2 separate regions of the Bos taurus genome follow, and region 2 is linked to region 1. The links are chromatin contacts, called in public Hi-C maps. All regions are on one chromosome and are shown on one strand. Each heading gives the region's core, a stretch centred on a gene start, on an enhancer-like site or on the middle of the called end of the contact. The rest is flanking DNA. Distances are from core to core; before and after follow the strand shown.

Region 1 (5,617 bases), core at 807-3,306:
ATCCAAGAAAACAGAACTGGCCGTAGAGACTACGGAAATTAACTTCCCGAGCACCCTATGGTTTTGAAAATAACATGCTTCTACAACTGCTATAGAAAGCTGGGACTCACCTAGAGTAAAAATTAACACCCTTAAAAACATCTAATAAAGAGTGCTGCAAAGCAGAATTGAGAACACTTTCTGCTAAGAAGCGAAAGAACTCTCCTCCTTAGCCTGCTCTCCTCCTGAAGCTGAGTTCAATTGGGAAGGCAAACACCCAGGCATTTCAACAGCCACCCTCTCTTGCAAAATGTTTCTTACAAAACATCAGAATGGTATCTAGACCATCATTTTTGTAAACTGTTGGTCTCAAACCATGAGAAAACAATTCAGTGAGTCATAAGTGGCTTAAAAGAAAAAAAAGAAAAGAAATACAGATTCCAGAAGGTAGCGCACATAGGAAGGGTAAATAGCTGTGAATTGCTTTTCACTGATATTATGTATATAATATTGGAGAAGGAAATGGCAACCCACTCCAGTATTCTTGCCTGGGCAATCCCATGGACAGAGGAGCCTGGTGGGTCCATGGGGTCAAAAAGGGTCAGGGGACACCACTGAGCGACTAAAAAACAATGTATATTATAAATATATCCGTGTGTATGCATATAGATAGATAGATAGATAGATATTGGGTAATGTTGTAACCTGTATTTCTTATTGTGGGCTGTGGTCAAGGAAAGCTTGAAAGTCACTCATGGAACCAAATTGTCTGGCCACCAGCTTACATGATTACACATACAGTTTTTTTTGAACAAAGGCATATTGTTTGGCATGGGGTGTTTTTAAAGAGAAGACAAAGGGCATGGAAGGCCAGGGCTGCTTATGGCACATGACGGCCTTAATGATACCGCTGAATGTTCAGTATTAGCACAGTCCAGGCACAGACGGCCAGCACACCTGCCTGAAGGCAATTCCACGAAGGAGCCCAACAGAAACTGGTACAGCAGGAAATGGGGGACTGGGACCGGTCATCGCTGCCTGATGCTGTGTGGCACATTCCAAAGAGGTTATTCCATATGGTCCCCGGGATGTCTAACAATCCCACGAAAGGAGGAAAGGGAGCAGCCTTCTGCTTCTAAGGGACTGACTCCTCCAGATGTTTCAAACACAGTCCAGCAACCCCTGGCTCACTGGCCAAAGTCCGAATGCGAACATCAAGGTGAGACATTCAAAATCCACTCAAGAAGCAACAGAGTGAAGGTCACGTTCCCCCGGAGGACAGCTTGGGCCGGGGACAGGGTTCCTGGACTCCCAGGAGGAGTTCTGTCTGGCCAAGTGGGCTTCCTGAAGACACACTGGGGGCAATGGGAAGGTTCCTGACAATCCGGCCCGCAGGCAGGCGCCCAGGCTGGGCTGGGCTGGGATCAGGCTGGACTGGCTTCGGGGATAGGTTGCCTCCTGGTCGTTGGCCCTGCCCAGATGCCACGTTGAGATGCTCAAGGACAAATGGGAAAGTTTTTCCTGAACCCCCATCTTCCTGGGCCCTAGCTATTTCGCCCAGGGTCAACTTGCAACTTCCCCATCCGCTCCCCTCTCCTTTGTCTTGACCACCGCCCCTCCTGCCCAGACCCTCGCTTTGGTCACTCCCCGGTTCCCCACCTTTCCCAGCCTCCTTCCGCCCCCTCCCTGGGCTCTGTCCCCCCTTCTCCCGGCCGGCCCCTCCTGGCTCCCTGCCGGCAGGGGAACGGGGGAGCTCAGCCCCGCGCCGGAGGAGGGGCGGCCCGAGGACCCGCACCGGCCCGGGCCACGCCGGCCGTCAAGCCCAGGCCCCCGGGGCGCAGGCCGGCGCCCGCTGTCCAAGTCGCCGACTTGGACACCCTCGATCGAGACTTTTCTCCCCCAGCTCCCGGCGGGGCAGGCGGCCCGGCTTACGTGCAGTCCTGGTTGAAGGAGAAGCAGCTGAGCGCTGCCTCCGCCCCGCCCGAGGCGCCGTCCGCGCCTTCGGCCTCCATCGGGGGCTCGACCCGGGAAGCCGCGGCTCCGAGCGGGCGACAGCCACCTCAGCAGCCCGCTGGCGCCGGCCCCGCGGGCCGGTCTCCCGCCCGGCCCCGCCCCGCCCCGCCCCGCCCCGGCCCCGCCCCGGTCCCGCCCCGGCCCGCCCCAGCCCTCCAGGCCCCGCCCCGCCAGGCCCCGGCCTGGCCGCCTCATTCCCGCCCGGGCCTGACAGGCCCCGCCCCTTCCCCGCCCACCCGAGCCACCCTACCCCAGCCCGGGCCCACCCAGGCCCCGCCCCGGGCCCGCCAGGCCCCGCCTCCGCCCCGTCAGGCCCCACCTTCGCCCCGCCCCGGCAGGGGCACCTCATCCCCGCCCGGGCCAGCCAGGCCCCGCCCCGGCCGGCGTCGCCCCGCCCCTCCTGGTCCCGCCCCGGCCCTCCGTCGGGTCCAGCTGACTCAGCCACCGAGAGGGCGGAGTCCCACCGCCGGCCTCCATTGGTGGAGAGGCCACAGCGCGGCTCACAATTAGCCAACGGGCGACGGCGGTGGGCGGACCCACCCTGCTGGCGACCCGCCCCCAGCTCCTAGGCACAGCTTGCCATTGGGTGGAGGAGAGTGACGCAACGGCTTCAGGCCACGTGGTGGTGTTTTCATTGCGGGGGCGGCGGGGCGGAGCGCGGGAAGGGAGAGACCCGGTAGCTGGGCTCGGCCTGCGGGCTGAGTCCAGTCCGGCGTCTGCGTCGCGGTTGCGGCGAAGCAGACGGACCGGCGCGCCGGCCTCACTCCACCCGACGCCTGGCTATTAAACTGACAGTTTAGGGGCGCGCGTTGGACGCTAAGGCCCCACCTTCTTCTGGAGTCTTCGAGCTGCTTGGAAACTGTTTCTAGCAAGGGTGCTGAGGCCGGACAGATAAGGGGCTGTCTCATCCCTTTTCCCGCCGTTACAACTCTTACCGCAGGTCCAGAGCTGTGTTAACAATGAGCTTTATCTCGTTGAATTCTTATAAAAGTTTGTGAAGAAAGTATGATTATGCCCAGTTTAGAGAGGCTGTAACAGAAGCAGAGAACTGCTATACAGTTCTGTCTGAAATAACACAGTAAATAGTAAAATGTGGAGTTGCCTGATTTCAAGACCCGTACACCAAACGACTCTGCTAGACACTATTTGGCAAAACCGGTCTGAACTGTAGCTGAAAAAAATCCCGAAAGAAAATGTGTGTAGCCCACTGTTTTTAATGAAAGGGATGGAGTTTTGTAGACAGCACAGTAAAAACTCAGGTAATTGGAGGTGAGTCCTGACAAAGGGTCTCTCTTCCCAACCTAAATACATGTTGCCATTGAATTACCAACACAACTTATGAATCAGCAGGTCTGCTGGTTTTTAGCTTTATATGATTACTGATCAATTTTTAATTCAGGCTTTTCCAGTTTTGAGATGAAATGGTATTTTATTGTTGTCCTGCCACAGCATTCAAACTGTCATAGTTCAATTTTTCTATTATGTGACAAAGCTATATATAGTTTTTGAAACAGTGAACAAAGTGGGCTTCTTCTCTTAAGCTTTTCTGGTTGACTTTTGGTTTTGTTTTTCTGAAATGCAAATATAATAGTTTCTTCTTTCAGTGCTATTATTCTTTCTCTCAGCTGATGTAAAAATAGCTCAGCTCATAGATGGCCAGATGTTGATTGTTCTTTAGTTGAATGTGAGGTGGTGTGTAAATTGTTGTATGGGAGGCAGCTACTGGTTTAACTGAATCATCCTTGTAACCTCTCAGCTCAGAACTGATTTCCGGCTCACCTCCCAGCTCAGGCAAATGCTGCAGCCCTTTTTGTTCTATTTAGAAAACAAAAAATATGGCATACTAGGTGTGAGGTTGTTGGAGAATCACATAATGTGCCCAGTAGGTTTTTAAAGTCTTATTATTACCAAGAATTTGGACTTGATGGAGTAGAGATGGGAGCTGGTGTTAGTTTTTGAGCACGAGTGTTTCATGATAAAAGCAGTGTTTTAGGCAGATAAACTGGGCCAGGGTGTGCAAAATAGATTAGAAAGGGGGAAAAGCCTAGACTGAGGTGAAATTTTAGGAGTGAAAGAGGTGAGAAAGTGGGCTCTAGGATGGTGGCAACGTTAGGACAGACCCAAGAGGTGTCTTTTCCTGTAATATATTTGACATAAAACATTGTGTAAATTTAAGGTTTACAACGTGTTTTAAGGTTTACAACGTGTTGATTTCATACATTTATGTATTGTAATGTGACTGCCATTGTAGATATAATTAGCCCCTCATCACATCACACTAAGGGCTATTTTGAAGCAGTGCTATCCAACAGAAAGAAATGAGAGCCACAGGTGTGAACCCCAAATGTAATTTAAAATTTTTGAGACATATGCCATTTAAATTTTTTGAAACCCCACCTTGTTAAAAAGAGTAAAGAAAAATGGGCAAGTTAGTTTTAATAATATTTAACCCTTTAAATGTTATTAAATTTAACCCAGTATGTCAAAAAGATCATTTTAGTAGGTAACCCATGTAAAATTATTGATCAGTCAGTTAAATTATTGATCAGTCAGTTTAGATTGTCATTGTTTTTTAGCACAAATATTTAAAACCCCATGTTTCTGGGACCTCCCAGGTGGTCTGGCGGCTAAGACTCTGAGATCCCAGGGCAGGGTGCCCAGGTTTGTTCCCTGGTCCGGGAACTAGATCCCAAGTAAGATCCAGCACAGCCAAATATATAAATTTTTTTTTCAAGTCTCAACAGATTTTTTTATTTTTATTTTATTTTTTTTACTTTATTTGATCTTGGTTTTGCCATATATCAACATGAATACACCACAGGTATACACGTGTTCCCCATCCTGAACCCTCCTCCCTCCTCCCTCCCCATACCATCCCTCTGGGTTGTTCCAGTGCACCAGCCCCGAGCATCCAGTATCGTGCATCGAACCTGGACTGGCGACTCGTTTCATATATGCTATTATACATATTTCAATGCCATTCTCCCAAATCATCCCACCCTCTCCCTCTCCCTCAGAGTCCAAAAGACTGTTCTATACATCTGTGTCTCTTTTGCTGTCTCGTATACAGGGTTATTGTTACCATCTTTCTAAATTCCACATATATGCGTTAGTATACTGTATTGGTGTTTTTCTTTCTGGCTTACTTCACTCTGTATAATAGGCTCCAGTTTCATCCACCTCATTAGAACTGATTCAAATGTATTCTTTTTAATGGCTGAGTAATACTCCATTGTGTATATGTACCACAGCTTTCTTATCCATTCATCTGCTGATGGACATCTAGGTTGCTTCCATGTCCTGGCTATTATAAACAGTGCTGCGATGAACATTGGGGTACATGTGTCTCTTTCAATTCTGGTTTCCTCAGTGTGTATGCCCAGCAGTGGGATTGCTGGGTCATAAAGCAGTTCTACTTCCAGTTTTTTAAGGAATCTCCACACTGTTCTCCATAGTGGCTGTACTAGTTTGCATTCCCACCAATAGTGTAAGAGGGTTCCCTTTTCTCCACACCCTCTCCAGCATTTATCGCTTGTAGACTTTTGGATCACAGCCATTCTGACTGGCGTGAAGTGGTACCTCATAGTGGTTTTGATTTGCATTTCTCTGATAATGAGTGATGTTG
Region 2 (5,617 bases), core at 1,897-4,396, 230 kb before region 1:
ACCCTGTCCTCCTGTGTCATCCTGGCCTCCTGTATGTGACCCTGTCCGCCTGTGAGACCCTGCCCGACTCTGACCTTGTCCTGTATGTGACCCTGCCTTGTGTGTGACCCTGACCTACTGTGAGACCCTGCCCTCCTCTGACCCTGTCCTAGTGTGAGGCCCTGCCCTCCTCTGACCCTGTCCTGTGTGTGACCCTGACCTACTGTGTGACACTGTCCCGTATGTGACCCTGTCCTGTGTGTGACCCTGACCTACTGTGTGACACTGTCCTGTATGTGACCCTGTCCTGTGTGTGACCCTGTCCTACTGTGAGACCCTGCCCTACTCTGACCCTGCCCTGTGTGTGACCCTGTCCTACTGTGTCATCCTGGCCTCCTGTATGTGACCCTGTCCTCCTGTGAGACCCTGCCCTCCTCTGACCCTGTCCTGTGTGTGACCCTGACCTACTGTGTGACCCTGACCTACTGTGTGACCCTGTCCTACTGTGAGACCCTGCGCTACTGTGAGACCCTACCCTACTCTGACCCTGCCCTGTGTGTGACCCTGTCCTACTGTGTCATCCTGGCCTCCTGTATGTGACCCTGTCCTCCTGTGAGACCCTGCCCTCCTCTGACCCTGTCCTGTGTGTGACCCTGACCTACTGTGTGACCCTGTCCTGTGTGTGACCCTGTCCTGTGTGTGACCCTGACCTACTGTGTGACCCTGACCTACTGTGTGACACTGTCCTGTGTGTGACCCTATCCTACTGTGAGACCCTGCCCTACTGTGAGACCCTACCCTACTCTGACCCTGCCCTGTGTGTGACCCTGTCCTACTGTGTCATCCTGGCCTCCTGTATGGGACCCTGTCCTACTGTGTGACCCTGTCCTGTATGTGCCCCTCTCCTGTATGTGACCCTGCCCTACTGTGAGACCCTGTCCTCCTATGAGACCCTGTCCTACTCTGACCCTGTCCTGTGTGACCCTGGCCTCCTGTATGGGACCCTGTCGTGCTGCGTGTGACTACTGTGGCATGCATTCTTCAGTGAACCAGATTCACCTTCTCTGACACTGTCAGGCTGCATTGGGGAATATTTCACATAAAGAAGCTTTCACACAGTGTGTTCCTGAGGGGACAATAAAAGATGGACAAGTAAGTTTGGGATCTGAGCTCCAGTCTCTTGCCACAGTTACTGATAGAATATTAAACTGTTCTGAGAAGCTCTGCAGTAATGGAGCTCAGCTGACTTTGTTTAGCTGAGTGGTTTTCAAGCATTTGACCTCAGAGACTTCGGGGTAACACCCTGTTAATAGCCACCTCTCTCCCCACCACCAACTGGTGTTTTTTTCCCAGAACACACTTTTGGGGACACTGACATAAATCATTCACCTGAGTACAGACCTGTGCAAGAGTCACTCTCACTTCTCAAACGACATTTTGAAACCCCTGTTTTGAAAATCATCTGACTGGATTTCCGTAGGATGGTTTCAGTTTTACAGACGATTGAGAAATCAGTCCATAAATAATGAAGTACTACGAGCCGTTAACATTTGGAGAAGGAAGTGGACCCTCCTTGCCCTTCCTCCTACATATATCATGAATAGATACCGTCTCAACATCATTGAGCCAGTGTTATCAATGAATTATTTATAAAATATAGAAACAATTACATGGAAAAAATACAAATTGTTCCAAGTGGAAATTCAACAATTCAGGGCTTCTTAATGACAAACCTCGGAAATTTGTTCAAGGACCTACTTTAGTAAAACATGATTAACATTTCCTCTGATAAATAGAAGGTTGCTAAGAAACACTCAAGAACTGTTGTATGTGTGCATGAAGTAACTTTCACTGGAAACTTGCCCTAACATTATAGAATAAAATTGGGTACAAGGAACCTCTTCAGCTTTATTCACGATGATGTAGATACTGAAATAACAACAGAATCAATGAGGCAGTTTTGGCCCAAACCTCTATCAAGGGGAGCTTTGAAGTGACTTACTATTAATAGTATGTTACTAAACTTGCACTTTCAAGCAAGACCTGTCAAAGGACGACAGTAACAAGACATGACTGTGTCCTTGTTCCTTTGTCTGCCCCTCCATCTTGTACGGCCAGAAACCTACACAGTTCCCACAGAGATAACCTGGCTCCAGAGGACACACCCATGCCAACCAAACTCTAAAGGAACTACTTAAATGGTTCCCTTTAAAAAGTTCTAGTCAGAGACTTCCCAGGTGGTCCAGTGGCTAAGACTCTGCACTCCCAATGCAGGGGCCTGATCCTGTGTGACACTCCTGATCAGGGAGCTAGATCCCACATGCCTCCACTAGAGAGTTCCTATGCAAACTAGAAGATTCCGCATGCCACAACTAAGACCTGGAAATAAACAAAAAAATATAAAAAAGTTATCAATCCGAAGCGCAAAAAAAAAATTATACATATATATGACTGACGCCTAGGATCTCAGAGCCATCTTGATCTTTTCTTAAACAGAAACTGTCCACCAACAACAGAAACCCGCCTAGACTTTAAAGCTCTCCACAGGGGCTGCTGCTGCGGCCTTTCTCCGGGCCCCCCATCACCTTTGTGCCCTGTGCCATCCCTCCTGAAGACCCCTTCCACAACATACAGACAGGCAGACACACAGAGATGACCAGACCACAGCTTCCCAGCTGTAACAAGATGTCATCATTGGCCTGTCTGACCCCTCAGGCAGCCCTGGCGCTACCACTCCCAGATTCCGGCTCACCGAGGTGTGACCGCAAATGTTGCAAGGAATCCAGACAGTCACCAAAAGTATCAGAAGGGATGGCTTCAACATCCCGCCCACCCCCCACTGCTCACAATGCTTCTCACATTAGGTGGCTGACACTCTCCACAGAGATCTCAGCCAGGGGGAGCTCCCACCAACAGGAGAGGGCTCCCTACAGACAAGACGCATCCCCTGGGTCTTCATTCTGCCTCTCCTGGGCCCAGCAGAGCCCGATGTAGCATGCTTGGGTCTCACATTCAAGGCACGCTTCTCCGCGGTGCTCCCCGGCTCCTGGAGTAGAACCGGAAGCCCCTTCCCAGCAGACACTGCATCATGTTCCTACCGTTGTAAGGAGACTGTTGTGTCACACCGACAGTTCTTCCAGTGTTGGTCCTCACTCGCCTCAGTCGCCTTCCCTGTAAAACGCGGACACTAGTCACACCTATCTTTATAGTGTCCGGTGGGCAGTCTGATGCGCAGAAGTGGCCGTAAGGGCTGGGGGCCCGATCCAGGGAAAGAAAGGAGCGCAATGCCAGGTGCATTCCTATGCAGGTTCCCCCGTGGGTCACTGGAAGCTTCTCGGAGCAAGTGTGGCGTGTAGACATCCTCAGGACAGCCGGGCCCGTGTACTCCAACATGGACCAAGAGGCGGCGTGGAAGCTTAGATCACTGAGGTTACTAAGACCACAAAGGACTCCCCCCACCCCACCAGGCCCGCCCCCAGCCCAGCCCAGCCCACGTCCCCGCCGGCACTTCCCCGAGGTGGTCCCCGCGCCCCTCCCGGGCCCGGCGGATGGCACTGCGCTCACCTTCCGCAGAAACGCCATCCTCGGCCTGCACTGCTGGCCTTTGTGTCGGATAGTCATCCTGGCCCCTGGGACTCAGAACCGGGACGCACGGGACGGAAGGGGAAGCCCCCGGAGAGCGCGCCCGCGGTCCCGAGCCCAGGCGGAGCGAGGCTGCCCGCCGCGCCCCCGACCCGCGCCCCCGGGAGCCCGAATCCGCGCTGGCCAATCAGCGCGCCGCGCCCGCCCGGGCGAGCGCTGCGCTGGCGCCCACCTGGCGCTAGGGGGCGGTGTCGGGCTGGCGGGCCGGGGCGCCGCAGGTGAGGTGCGCCCGGGGCGCCAGGATGCTCTGTGGTCCAGGGCGCCCGCATGCTCTGTGGTCCAGGGCGAGCTCGGACCGAGCACCAAGGCCCAGGGGCGTGAACAGTGCGCCCCGGCACTTGGATCCCTAGCTGGGCTGCCATCAGCTCCCTGCATGGCCTTAGCAAGCTGCTTGAACTTTCTGAGCGTCTGTCTCCTCATCTCGCTGGAGAAAAGTGAGTGGATGGAAAGTGACACCTGTCTGTGTGTCGGGCTCTGCGAGGACAGAATGAATAACCCGATGAACCGGCAGTGGAGTGTGGTTAGCTGGGAGGAATGCAGCTCCCCTGCCAGGTGGACTGGCTCTGAACCCCAAGATGGCCACTCGCTGTGCTCAAGCCAGTTATGTAACCTTTCTCTGCTTCATTCTCCCCATCTCAGTGGTGCCATTGCTGCTCCCTCCTTGTGAGTTTTTCTTTGGGAAGGGGAATTTTGGTTTTGGTTTTAGGATACCTGAGCTGATACATATGAAAAGCATTTAGCAAATATCATATGTGGAATCTAAAAGAGTGATACTAATAACCTGATTTACTAAACAGAGACCGACTCATAGACATAGAAAACAAAGATGGTTACCAAAAGGGAAAGGGGGGGGAGGGATAAAATGAGGAATGTGGAATTAACATACACACACTGTGTGTGTGTGTGTGTGTGCACGCGCGCGCGCATATGCTATGTCTGACTCTTGCGACTCCATAGACTGTCGCCCCCCCAGGCTCCTTTGTCCATGGGATTCTTCAGGCAAGAATACTGAAGTGGGTTGCCATTTTCTCCTCCAGGGGATCTTCCCAACTCAGGGATCAAACCTTCATCTCCTGCATTGCTGATGGATTTTTTACTGCTGAGCCACCAGGAAGTCCACACTCATTGTTCAGTCACTAAGTCATGTCCAACTCTTTGTAACCCCATGGACCACAGCACACCAGGCTCCTCTGTCCTCTGCTGTCTCCAGGAGTTTGCTCAAATTCATGTCCTTTGAGTCAGTGATGCTATCCAACCATCTCATCTTCTGCCGCCCCTTCTCCTGCCCTCAATCTTTCCCAGCATCAAGGTCTGTTCCAAAGAGCCAACTCTTCACATCAGGTGACTAAATTATTGGAGCTTCAGCTTCAGCATCAGTCCTTCCAATGCAATATTCAGGGTTGAGTTCCTTTAGGATTGACTGGTTTGATCTCCTTGCCGTCCAAGGGATTCTCATGAGCCTTCTCCAACACCACAGTTCAAAGGCATCAGTTCTTTGGCATTCAACCTTTTCTATGGTTCAACTCTCACATCCATACATGACTACTGGAAAAACCATAGCTTTGACTATATGAACCTTTGTTGGCAAAGTAATGACTGCTTTTTAATACACTGTCTTGGTTTGTCATAGCTTTTCTTCCAAGGAGCAAGTGTCTTTTAATTTCATGGCTTCAGTCACCATCCACAGTGACTTTGGAGCCCAAGAAAATTAAATCTGACATTGTTTCCATTGTTTCGCCGTCTATTTGCCATGAAGTGATGGGACCGGATGCCATGATCTTCATTTTTGAATGTTGAGTTTTAAGCCAGGTTTTTCACTCTCCTCTTTCACCTACTTCAAGAGGCTCTTTTGTTCCTGTTCACTTTCTGCCATAAGGGTGGTGTCATCTGTGTATCTGAGGTTGTTGATATTTCTCCCGGCAATCTTGATTCCAGCTTCTGCTTCATCCAGCCCAGCATTTCACGTGATGTACTCTGAATAGAAGTTAAATAAGCA

The links. Hi-C and Micro-C count contacts between places; a contact is called where the count stands out from the background.
Region 2: a Hi-C map of liver shows a contact between it and region 1, with 2.2 times the contacts expected there. The contact joins the promoter of LOC101907107 here to the promoter of WIPI1 in region 1. A contact is called at or near these places in 3 of 11 Hi-C or Micro-C datasets (liver, skin fibroblasts and an unstated tissue).

What each region holds. Positions count from the first base shown.
Region 1 is chr19:61,748,940-61,754,556 of ARS-UCD2.0, reverse strand. WIPI1 (WD repeat domain, phosphoinositide interacting 1) reads right to left here and starts at 2,056. Exons shown (of 13, transcript NM_001099040.1): 1 at 1,912-2,056. The coding sequence starts at 1,991.
Region 2 is chr19:61,981,144-61,986,760 of ARS-UCD2.0, reverse strand. LOC101907107 reads left to right here and starts at 3,146. Exons shown (of 3, transcript XM_059878366.1): 1 at 3,146-4,055; 2 at 4,659-5,617. The coding sequence starts at 3,281. The coding sequence ends at 4,858. It also overlaps a transcript of RGS9 not described here.